Linked DNA regions of Mus musculus: region 1 is linked to region 2. A link is a contact called in public promoter capture Hi-C data. All regions are on one chromosome and are shown on one strand. Each heading gives the region's core, a stretch centred on a gene start, on an enhancer-like site or on the middle of the called end of the contact. The rest is flanking DNA. Distances are from core to core; before and after follow the strand shown.

What was found. Promoter capture Hi-C pulls out the DNA fragments that hold promoters and counts their contacts.
Region 1: a promoter capture Hi-C map of hippocampal neurons shows a contact between it and region 2, with 4 times the contacts expected there. The contact joins the enhancer-like site here to the promoter of Cntnap5b in region 2. A contact is called at or near these places in 4 of 39 promoter capture datasets (cranial neural crest, hippocampal neurons and liver).

The regions. Positions count from the first base shown.
Region 1 is chr1:101,246,410-101,252,675 of GRCm38.p6, reverse strand. No RefSeq gene overlaps it. Among named protein-coding and RNA genes, the nearest start is that of Gm31973, 13 kb to the left of the region's middle. Within about 2 kb of position 2,050, at least 2 of the 459 cell types and tissues checked have an H3K27ac peak or open chromatin away from gene starts, as enhancers often do. A contact at or near this core is called in hippocampal neurons, where this site is marked.
Region 2 is chr1:99,771,102-99,777,739 of GRCm38.p6, reverse strand. Cntnap5b (contactin associated protein-like 5B) reads right to left here and starts at 5,339. Exons shown (of 24, transcript NM_172851.3): 1 at 4,894-5,339. The coding sequence starts at 4,975. It overlaps Gm51641 (a long non-coding RNA gene), which reads left to right. Exons shown (of 3, transcript XR_003947954.1): 2 at 1,319-1,428.

The sequences.
Region 1 (6,266 bases), core at 801-3,300, 1.5 Mb before region 2:
TTCTGAGAATTACTTTTCACAAATGACAATCACACATGGCTAAGAATCCCGTATGAATGTAACCTACTTAAGTGATTGAAAGAAAGCACACAGGTAAGGCTTCCTGTTGGTGTTTTGTTTTGTTTTGTTTTGTTTTGTTTTGTTTGTTTTGTTTTGCTGTTGTTGTCTATTTGTTTGTTTGTCCATTTTGTTATTTTTGTGGCGTGTTTTATTTACTTTTTTCCTATGTGTAAGTAAGTGTATATCTCTGGTGTGTATGTCTGTGTATGCATCTGTGTGTGCACACATGTACACATATTTACATGTGTGCAAGAGCACATGTGCCTGTTATTCAAACATATGGGCATAGAAGCTGAAAATCAACCCCCAACTGTCATCAAGTCATTAGTTACTATCCATCTCATTTTTTTAAGATAGCCTCCCTTACTGATCTATAATATGGAAATTTAACCTGTCTGGCAGACCAGTGAGACCCAGGAATGACCTATTTCTGTTTCCTCAATATTGGGATCACAGGAAAATATGACTACGCTCAATATTTGTGTTTTGTGGGATGTAGAGATCAAAATTGCATTTTCAGAGTAAGTACTTTACTGAATGTTTCCCCAACCTTGCTCTGGATCTTTTTCTGTTCAGTCTCTCAAGTACTGGAATTACTTTCAATATCTTGCTTTTTGTCACTCAAGCCCATATGAGGCCCCTGTTATGGTCCTGTGTCATAGATTCTACTACTTATCAAGGGATTGTTCCATCTTGCTTTCTGCTACTATGATAAAACACCATAAGCCAAAAGAAACTTGAGGAGGAAAAGATTTAATAACTTATAGTTTTCCATCAATCTATCAATCAGGAAAGCCAGACCAGCTCACAGCAAAAATATGGAGGCAGTAATTGAAATGAGGACCATGGAGAAATACCGCATTTTAGCTTGTTCAAATACCTTTCTCGTATAGTCTAGGAACACCTATGAAGGGGAAGAACCACCCATGGTGGCATCTTCCTTCAAAAACTACCAGTCAATAAAATCCTTCACAGACATCCACAAAGGGCAATCTTATGTGGCCAATTCTGCAGTTAAGATTCTCTCTTCCCACGTGAGCCAAGGCTGGTCTCACATTGACAGATGAAGCTTACTGAAACAGGACTGAACCAAAGATCTTGGATTTTCCTGAATTCCACTTTTTTTTCTCAAGGGAGTGGGGTAGAAGTGCTGAATTAATAAATTGATACACATATATGAAAGCTGTGAAAACTCATGGAGTAGCCAGAGACCAGGGAAAGACCAGGCAGGACCAAGGTGGTGAAGCACATAGAAAAGTGTAGTCCTTTGTATCCCAAGCAAACCTTAATATTGCATGGCCCATATCTTTAGCAAACTGATATACTGAACCAGCACAGATGGCTGTAGGAATCCAGCCAGAATAGAGTGGTTATTGCATTAACTTTTCCAAGGAAGACATGAACAAAAGTCTATTTAACTGAGAATGGACAGAATAAGAAAATGTTTTCTATTCAAGTCTAGCTTACTGAACCTGAGAATATATTGGAACATTCATGCATATCTTATGTGTGGAGGACTATACCTATTTGGAAAAGAATCAGGCTTAAGGGATGCCCATAAGATGTTATTCTCTTGGATAATATGAAACACTTACTTATAGGGGTTTATAACCCCAAGATATATCATATAAATTGCAGCATACAGACAATGCACACTTGACATTCATCATTTTCCTGGCACTTGGTAGAGAACAGTAAAACATAGGATTGTCCTTGCCAACTTTTATTAGTTATCATTGGAAGAACAGATGAGCAGTAGGAGGCATAGCCAACATATAACTAATGCAGCCTGAAGGTAGCCAGCAGCCAGTTGAGAAGATAGATCAGTATAAATGATGAAGGGTCCTTAAAACTGAGAAGATGCGAGGACGTTTATTCACCAGGTCTCCAGAGGACGCTGTGCAGTCCAAGGCAGTACCAGTGACATAGCTAGTCCTCAGTAACAGCAATTAGACCCTCTTCACAGGAAGGCAGTGCATGGATTCAGCATCTGCCATAGTCCTGCTGAACTTCTGCTCCAGGAGCCAGCTGGTCTGAGAATACAAGGCAGCAATTAGAATAATGAGAACAAATCATCACAGAAATTTAATGAGGAGCTTAACCAAGAATTCAACTCTCAATATTATTGTGGACCATAAATAGTCCTAAACTTCTGTGTCACTGCCTAAGTCTAGGGGATACTACATTAGGACAAAAACAAGCTCCCCAGCTCCATATTTGGCTGATCTGGTCAATCTGAACACTTGTTTATCTAATTGTTTATTAAGATAAGAGCCTGGAGGGCAGACAGTATGACAGCATGCTGCCTTTACAGATGCAATTGCTGTGGTTACACAACAAATTCTTTTCTCAGAAAAAAAAAAAAAGAAGGAACAGAAGTGGCTCAATGGTAGGAGCCAATAACACTATTTCTAGCAATCTCAGATGTGCAGAAATTCCTTTTTAGGCCATTGTACTTCTTATAGAAACCACGGGGGCTTGTGATTCAAGAGCTTTACAGGCATGAGGGTCTGTGTTCTGTGAGCACTACACTTGTTTATGACACGACAATGTTGTTTGGGAGAAAACAGGAAGATCACCAGGGCTTGCTAGCTGTCTTTCACTGATGTTAATTGTGATCCATGTATGCATTCAATTACCAGGAGTTGAAAGACACAAAGGACTAAGAGATGAAACAAGTAGTTATGATATAGACACTATGCTACCCATGCCCCAGAGATCACACTTTCTGTTCAATATAGACTTCCTGTTTAGGAGACTTGCATATATAGGACAATTTTCCAGTTTGTTGCCCAAGCATAATTGCTGTCAGCAAAAGATGACAAGAGGGGACTAGAACCTGCTCACCTGTAGCAGATGTGCAGCTTGGTCTTCACATGTGTCCTGAACAACGGAAATGGGGTCTATTCCAAAAGATGTTGCCTATACGTAGGGTACATTCTTCTGGCTAAGCTGCCTGTCTGGCCTTAGTGGGAGAGGAGGCACCTAGTCTCTCTTGAAGACTTGAAGTGCTAAGGTGGGTAGGATAAACAGGGATGGAGCACTGCTTAGAGAAGAAGGACAGGGGAGTGGGATAATGATTGTGGGCAGAAGTGACCAGGAGGGCAACAGAGACTGGGATATAAAGTGAATAGGTAAAAATTAAGTAATTAGCTAATTAAATTAAAAAATACATTTCAAATTATCAAATATATATATATATATATATATATATATATATATATATATATATATATATACTGTATATTTATGTGCCTGCATGAGTTTATATGTACAATCTGCAGTATGTAATTGCAAAGATCAGAGGAGGATGTTGTATTCCCCGTATCTAGAGCAAAGGTGGTTGTGAATAGCCTGATAGGGATGCTGAGAATTGAACCCATGTCCACTTGGAGGCTAAAATGTGTTTATAATCACTGATCCACCTCTTCAGACTCAAGAAAGAAATTTTTGGTGTGAACATAGGGCAGATTTGTCTAAGGAGGAACTGTGAATGCTTTGCAATCTCAATGCTAAAATCAAACAAACAAACAAAACATGATGATTTTAGAAATAATATTATAACCTTTTAGGGTAAAAAGATATAGATTTCTTTAAAATTGAAGTCTGTGTGTGTGTGTGAGTGTGTGTACATATGTATGTATATACATGTACAGAAATTTGTGCTGTGCCATGTGCATGCATATGAAAGACAACTCAGTTTTGCCTTTCCAAAGTGTGCATACCTGTATCCAACTTAGGACATCAGGCTTGGAAGAAATGGATTTTATTCCACTGAGCCCATGTACTGTGTGATATTATTCAGAGACATGAACAAACATCTGCTTACCCCAGGTATGGTATTAACAATGGATTAAGGATGTTAGCACCAAGGTCCAACTTGGTTAAATAATAAGTTTTATTGACATTACTTACAGAAGAATGGGTGAAAGATACTTATGTAAGCATAAATGATTCAGACTGCTTCATCAATAATGGACCTGTCTACCATAGATGACAGGCCATGAAAGCTAGAGGGTTGAAGTGTACTACTGAAGTTGTATTCAGTACATCAGTTTCGAAAATATTTCAAAAAGCACTCAGATGGTCTGAGCCTCCTCCAGATAGCTCAGCTGCTATCTCCTTCTGGTGGTTCTGCTGATGTCAGCCCCTTCTACAAAGCTCAGCACATCAGAACTTTTGTTAACATTTCTTACTACTTACAAGTTTTGGAAGAGACAGAGTCTGGTTAATCTGGACAATTTCAGGAACATCCTGAAGCCATTCTGAATTCTTTACTTCCCTTAGCTTAAAGTGATTTTAAAAAAACCAAACAAAAACAAACAAACAAACAAAAACAAAAAATAAAAACAACAACAACAACAACAACAACAACAAAAAGATTTGCCTTCATTTGGAAAATACTGATTGTTTTATTTCCTCTAAACATTCTGTATCTTTTTTTTTTTTCCATTTTTTATTAGGTATTTAGCTCATTTACATTTCCAATGCTATACCAAAAGTCCCCCTTACCCACCCACCCCCAATCCCCTACCCACCCACTCCCCCCCTTTGGCCCTGGCGTTCCCCTGTACCGGGGCACACAAAGTCTGCGTGTCCAATGGGCCTCTCTTTCCAGTGATGGCCGACTAGGCCATCTTTTGATACATATGCAGCTAGAGTCAAGAGCTCAGGGGTACTGGTTAGTTCATAATGTTGTTCCACCTATAGGGTTGAAGATCCCTTTAGCTCCTTGGGTACTTTCTCTAGCTCCTCCATTGGGAGCCCTGTGATCCATCCATTAGCTGACTGTGAGCATCCACTTCTGTGTTTGCTAGGCCCCGGCATAGTCTCACAAGAGACAGCTACATCTGGGTCCTTTCGATAAAATCTTGCTAGTATATGCAATGGTGTCAGCGTTTGGATGCTGATTATGGGGTGGATCCCTGGATATGGCAGTCTCTACATGGTCCATCCTTTCATCTCAGCTCCAAACTTTGTTTCTGTAACTCCTTCCATGGGTGTTTTGTTCCCACTTCTAAGGAGGGGCATAGTGTCCACTCTTCAGTCTTCATTTTTCTTGAGTTTCATGTGTTTAGGAAATTGTATCTTATATCGTGGGTATCCTAGGTTTTGGGCTAGTATCCACTTATCAGTGAGTACATATTGTGTGAGTTCCTTTGTGATTGTGTTACCTCACTCAGGATGATGCTCTCCAGGTCCATCCATTTGGCTAGGAATTTCATAAATTCATTCTTTTTAATAGCTGAGTAGTACTCCATTGTGTAGATGTACCACATTTTCTGTATCCATTCCTCTGTTGAGGGGCATCTGGGTTCTTTCCAGTTTCTGGCTATTATAAATAAGGCTGCTATGAACATAGTGGAGCATGTGTCCTTCTTACCAGTTGGGGCTTCTTCTGGATATATGCCCAGGAGAGGTATTGCTGGATCCTCCGGTAGTACTATGTCCAATTTTCTGAGGAACCGCCAGACTGATTTCCAGAGTGGTTGTACAAGCCTGCAATCCCACCAACAATGGAGGAGTGTTCCTCTTTCTCCACATCCTCGCCAGCATCTGCTGTCACCTGAATTTTTGATCTTAGCCATTCTCACTGGTGTGAGGTGGAATCTCAGGGTTGTTTTGATTTGCATTTCCCTGATGATTAAGGATGTTGAACATTTTTTCAGGTGCTTCTCTGCCATTCGGTATTCCTCAGGTGAGAATTCTTTGTTCAGTTCTGAGCCCCATTTTTTAAGGGGGTTATTTGATTTTCTGAGGTCCACCTTCTTGAGTTTTTATATATGTTGGATATTAGTCCCCTATCTGATTTAGGATAGGTAAAGATCCTTTCCCAGTCTGTTGGTGGTCTTTTTGTCTTATTGACGGTGTCTTTTGCCTTGCAGAAACTTTGGAGTTTCATTAGGTCCCATTTGTCAATTCTCGATCTTACAGCACAAGCCATTGCTGTTCTGTTCAGGAATTTTTCCCCTGTGCCCATATCTTCAAGGCTTTTCCCCACTTTCTCCTCTATAAGTTTCAGTGTCTCTGGTTTTATGTGAAGTTCCTTGATCCACTTAGATTTGACCTTAGTACAAGGAGATAAGTATGGATCGATTCGCATTCTTCTACATGATAACAACCAGTTGTGCCAGCACCAATTGTTGAAAATGCTGTCTTTCTTCCACTGGATGGTTTTGGCTCCCTTGTCGAAGATCAAGTGACCA
Region 2 (6,638 bases), core at 4,090-6,589:
AAACAACACATACAAATAAATCCAAGAGATATGAGACAGTATTTTTTGCTTGTAAAAAGTAGAGCTCTGTATTTTGTTAGGAGGGATACTGTAGATGAGGATTAGATGATTATGTAAAGACAGATGAGTTTCACCATACCACACATAACAGGACTTCATAGCACTACCTAAGCATAACTATGGTCTGACATTGTCAGACTTATGGAATATAATGTCTATAGAAGTGCCCTTTGTGGCAGTGCCCTGTGCTTGTGTATACACAGCACTATATTCTAAATTTCTTCTTAAGATTTTCTCCATCCCTTCTCAAGTTTTTAATTAAAGATATGAACGAGAGTAAATCCTCAGCCCAGGGTACAAGCCCAGATAGAAAGTTGCTTTTCTTTGAACAATGTGATATTTACAGCTATGCTTCAAATCTTGGTGTGAGTTTCTTCTTCTTTTTTTTTTTTTTTTCATTTTCTTTTTTTAGGAATGACTCTAGAGTTGAGTTTATGGAAAACTGCTAGCTCATGTCCTTCTCCAAGGCTAAGGTTATGAGGCTGAACTTAGAGAACCCGTGCCAAATTCCTGTGGATGTTATACAAACTACCTACTGTCATGCATTGGGAGACAGTTTGTTGTAAAGATATTTGTGTTTAAAAATGGATGTAGGTTGGGATTTACATTTTTCTCATTTGCTTAGACTATTAAATTTGGGACATGGTTAAGATCTACTCAATTGAAATTTATTCATATGAACTGGATCACTTATTCTACTTTGCCTTCTAAAGTGTGTAACCTGGGGGTATATTCTGCATGTCTACTAGTAGGAATTAAAATCACATTAAACTTTTATCCTGAATATCATTGTTTCTCAACTTTGAAGCTTGTTAATCTCAAACACACATAAATGAAATAACCAGGAAGTAGCATCTCTAGGTAACAATGACAAAACATTACAAGTAAACATTGTCTTTTTCATTAAACCCAGTCTTTTACTCCAGACACCAAGGTTCCTGGGGTCAGTGTGTAATCTTTACAAGCTCACCAGACAAAGGCACTAGTGTTTTAATGAATGAAATTATTTCCTTTGGGGATATAAATGTCAGTATTGTTTCCAAATTGGAACAGTGCAACTTCTCAAAATTTTAAAACACCATTGTCTTCTGCCTTATTAGGTAACTCTCCATTCTCCACCTTCTTATCTGTTCTGAGTAATTACCACACACAGGTCATAGTTCACCACGGTGTGTGTTTTCAGCTGGAAGACATTGAGGTGACAACAAAATATTTAGAAATTCATTGAATCATATCATTTTATTTTAAATGGATACAGGAAATTAAAGTGGTTCACTCAAAGAAAACTGAAGCCAACCGGACAGATGAGCAGAGACAAAGGAAGACTACAACTGGGAAGGTGGTTGTTCCTTAACTAGGAAAACACAGGTGAGAGTAGAGTTGCTCCAGTAGACATTATTATCATAAGTCCTGTTCTTAAAAAAATCTCTACTCTAGTTCTTAATTTATATTTTATAGTTGCAAAATGTTAATCTCTTTTAGATATAGGAGTTAAGTGAAGGAAATGGAAAGCAACTTTTTTTTTTACCTTTAATGATCAACATGAAGTTGCTATTAAAAGTCTGATATCTCTTTACTGTCATGATCAGCATTCTCACAGACTTTTTAAAACAGCATGTGAGAAAAATCTAGAATAGAGCTTATTATATTCTTATCATAGTAACATGTCTCTGTGACTCTAATAATAAGCATCAAACTTCCAAGAGGTACTTAGTTCTTGTTCTTTTTTCAGAAAAATTAAAGGTTTTTTTAAATTAAAAATTACATCATGTATTATGTTTCTTTTTAAAATGAAATTAACAATACATTTATATGCGTGTCATAATTAGTTCTCCTGCTTTCTAGATACCCTACTTTGTCATGATAAAAATTAAACTTGTTTAATCTTAGAAGAATAGCATTATTAAGATATTTAGCTGCTGTTCAATTTGGAGTAAACACATATCTTACTTGCTGGCTACATTTTACTGGCAGGCTGGAAAGGACAGTAATTAGATAGACACTTGACCCCTCTGGTCTGAGGCATCCTAGTTTCTAGAACTTCTTAGATACTGATTCTAGACACATTTGCCCAAATTCCCAAGTCATACCATAGCTTCTCATGTCAAAGAAGGTGAATGTATAATACTTTAAAAATTTTTACATTGACCTATATCTATATTCAAACTTAAACAGTCCTCTTAGAATATATATACCCAATGGAAACACTCTAGCTGTTTAATATCCTGAAAATCAAGAATGCGAGAATTTCCAGAGGTTTTTATTACTGGTAGGTAATTAGATTCTTACCATAGAAATGGAATATCTGTATTATGCTGGCATTCTTTCTAGCCTGATTTTGTTTACATAGTGCTTAATAAGAAACTTACACAATTTGTACTTTGGTAAGTAGAAAGGACTATGTGTGAAAGGGTGTATGAGAAAACCAAACATATACAAATAGATACTTACACACTACAGAGTATAGCAACAGCAATAAAGAGTGATTACAAAAAAGAGGAGACAAGCAAGCTATTTTTTAAGAAACCTCACACCTATAACTTAATACCCATAACTGTCCCCCATGGAAGAACTTGGTCACACGATCTGTTTTGAAGGCAGATATTACTCCTTAACATGTAGGGGAAATAATTTTTAAAAAGAATAATTCTCTTAAATTAAAAGGAAACTCTTGGAAAGGAAATATCTAGGTCATCAAAGAATATATGCAAATGTGAACATATTATATATTACTAGCAAATCCAATATCTACACAAAAACTGCACAATAGCTTAGAGAAACTGGGAAATACTCATGATTGCATTGAGAAGTTTTGCCTTATAGGCTCTGAAGACCACTAATATGCATAGATTTCAGAACCAGCTGCCAACCTATTGTTTACTGAATGTATCCAGTTTTTACAGTACAATAAACTCTCACTGCTATTCCTGAAGAAAACTGTCTCTAGAATACTTAGCCAGCTTCACTCACTCAGTGACTGTGTTACTTGTAAATGGGGAATGCAATGACCACTTGGGAAATTCTGAAGACCATTATCACCAACTTTCTCTTTAAATACCCAGAACAGGCTTTGTAACTATTGTGGATATGACAGATTGAAGTCTTAAACCCATGTCATTTAGTTTCATGTACATAATTAAAATACATTAACCATAGTCAAATTAATTTACAGAAAATATAGCTCCAAGAAAGAATTTCAAGAAGGGTGATACTTGAAGAAGCCTAAGTCACGCTGAGCACTCTACCCATTTCATCAGTATTCCTCACTCTCACCTATAGGATCTTCAAAGTATTCATGCTCTTCAGCTAAAGGAATGTGCTACAGGGAAAACACAATTCAGAGCCACGCCTCTACATTAACTGGGCAGCACTGACCTCTAGTGTTCGAGAAGGTAGAGAAACTAGCTCAGTAGCAAAGTTTACTTCCTGTCTAAGGCTCTTGGGTCTTTCCCTTGGGCACCATGGGGATAATTTCAATGAGAAAAGGGCAAAGGGGGGAGAAGAAAGTCGGGGGTGGGGGTGGGGGGAGAAAGGAAGTTTGAGAAAGCAGAAGAGAAAATTCCATTTACCTGAATGTAATCTCCCTCAATATATCCTCTAAAATAATTTATTCACTTATCAAAACACAATGGACAGGGAAGCCTAACAATTGTAAGCTTTCCAATCTTTGGATAACAGAAACACTGACTCTACTTTGAACATCTATTCACCTGTCTGCACTCTATAATGCAAATTCTGGGACAAGATCCTCTAAGAATTAAGTAATAAGGCAAAAGGATCGTCTATAGTAAGTCTTCTTATCTTTTTCCACCTGAAAATGATAATACAAATAAAGAAATGATAATACAAATAAAAAAAATAATACAAGTAAAACAATATTGGTCAAGTCTGGATAATATTTCTGAGCTTCAGTGTAGGAAAAGAAGATGAGGGAACAAACGCATAAACTTGAGAGTCTGTGGTAAGCCACCCTTGCAAAGAACACAGATGGCTTAATTGCATTTTTTCTCATTTGGGAGTTCCCAAAGAAGGCAAAATTTCCCTCCTTCTGCCTAAAGAAGCAACTGAGCAATTGAGCTTGAACCTCTCATAGGTTTAGCTATTTGTGTTCAAGTTTCACAAACTGGATTCTTTAAATATGTAGTACAAGGGGCAGATCTATGAGAGTCAAAAATTACTGCCAATTAAATAACTGTTATATGCTTGCTCGGGTCGAAACGTGGACAGTGCGATGCATACTCCCTATTCCTTCTCAGGCACCAGAATTTGGAGGGTGGAGTGTGTTCTGGAGCTCTCCCTCCTCTGCCTTGTAATAGGGAACCATTGATCTCCTGTAGTAACTACATTTGGACTACAATTCTTAGGCCCAAACTCCCAAACCCTTTACATGGGTGTTCATTGGTTATAAAATGCCCCAATTGGAACCTTATGCCAAAGGCAGTGAAGAGAGCTCAGTACTTAGGGTGGAGGTGGGGGTTGAGTTGTTTGGGGCACTTTTCAGATCGGTGGGAGATGCAGTTGCTGCTATTACAGAGTTCCTTGACTCTGAAGGTTCTCTGCCCCTAGAGGCTTGCTCATGGCCGTGCATCCCTGGCTGAGATTAAGAACCATGGAGCTAAGGGAACTTTATGATTACAAAAGAAGGGCAAGCAATGCAGGCAGCAGAGCAAGCTCCTTACAGTTCTGATAACTTTTGAAATAGTTGGAGTGGTGGTTACAGTTTCCCCCTTCATCTTTCCTTCTACCCAGGGCATATATGGTCAGAAAGTGGATAGTTATTCCAAAGAGCATCGATCCCACCTCATCTTCCCTCCCCCAGCTCTGAGTACTCACAATTTGTCGCTGTTAATCCAACGTGCCACAAGCCAGACAGCACCAAAGTCAAAATGCTGGTCAGTCTTGGTACAGAATCCATTTCCCCCGAGTGAGCGATTCTTCCAGTTGAATCCCAAATTCATAGGCACCAGCCTTGGCTTTTCTTTCTTTTCTTTTCTCACTCTCTGTTTCCACTCCTTCGCACAGCCTCGCCCCCTCCCACCCCCCCTTAAACAGACACTCTTCTCCTTCACTCCATTTTGCTTCTCAGATCCTCCACTGAAACCGTAGCAGAGCTTCCTCGGAGCTCCGAGCTGCAGTCGACAGTTCCTGCAACTGTCCCTTTCTGTGCTTGCCTTTCTTGCTTGCCTTCTCTTAAAGATTGCCTTTCTTAAAGGTTCAGATCTTGCGCACAGCTCCACCAATAGTCTAAAGTACTTTGTTCCGGCGCAAGAGCTAGATTCAGCACCAGGGTGAAGGACAGCTCCTTATCCGCACATTCTGAGCGGCACCGCCCCCTGCCTAGAAGCGAGCTCGCCTATCAGAGTGCCCTGGGCGGTCCTTGGTTGCTCCCGCGTCCCCCCACAGACGCTCCTGTGACTCGCTTAGGCTACTTGCTGGGAAAGTAAAGAGAAAAGATCCAATCTATCTGTCTGCCGGCCTGCCTCCCTCCGTCTACCTCTCCCCTTCCTCTCCATCCTTCTCTCCTCCCCTCCCGCCCCGACCCTCCCTCTCCCTCTCTCTGTCTCTCTGTCTCTCTCTGTCTTCTGTCTCTCTCCCTGTCTCTCTCTGTCTTCTGTCTCTCTCTCTGTCTCTCTCTGTCTTCTGTTTCTCTCTCTGTCTCTCTCTCTCTGTCTCTCTCTCTCTCTCTCTCTCTCTCTCTCTCTCTCTCTCTCTCTTTCCTGTCCATGCATCCCAGCATCCCTAACCACTTATCACTTCTCTTTCTTTTCCTCCCAAATTAGGGGCCAGTATTGGCATTTAAATCAGGTTTTCAAACAATGATGCTAAAGTGATGCTTAAAGGGGTTGGAAGAGAGAAAGAAGCCTTAGGAAATGGGATTTTCCCATGGAGAACTCAGCAATGACCTATGCTAGTGCCTAATACCTTTTTCCTCACTTCGCAGGAGAGAGTCAAAGGAAGCTTCAATTATGGGGTTCAATTTCAACTGTAGGGATGTGTAATTGACTAGTATTGATCTCATTGGGATTTCCGGTTTAGCCATTTAGAGATAGGATCGCTCTCCACTTTTGACTTTCCCTATCTGCACCTATCCTTGGTTGCTATTGGCACATTGCTTCCACAAGTACTACAGGATGATTGCTGCTGTGGGTCCCAAAGGAGCCAAGATGGTACGCTGGCATAAAAGAAAAACGTTTAAAAACTATTTTTAACAGGAAGGGGCTGGAGGATGAGTAGAAACAAGTGGGTGTGAGGGTCATGTGTGAGCCCATTGTTGGCTTTTAAAAGCTTTACATCTATAATAGAGAAGATGCATTTTGATTGCTTCCTCGGGGCTCTGCATTAGAGGTCTTGTTTATTTAGGTTCTAGCATAAGTCTGCTGACTTGCTTGCTTTGCCATAGATCAACTTATTGTGCATTTAGTGTGAAGCTGCCAGAAACGTGTCAAATGTTAACAAAAGAGGAACCAGTAATGATGTCTTCTATGTGAAATTTACATCAAGTTAGAGTCTATAGGATTTTTCCACATCAAAGGAAGTCAATTCCTCTCTCTCTTAACTAATTCTCCTTCCCAGCATTA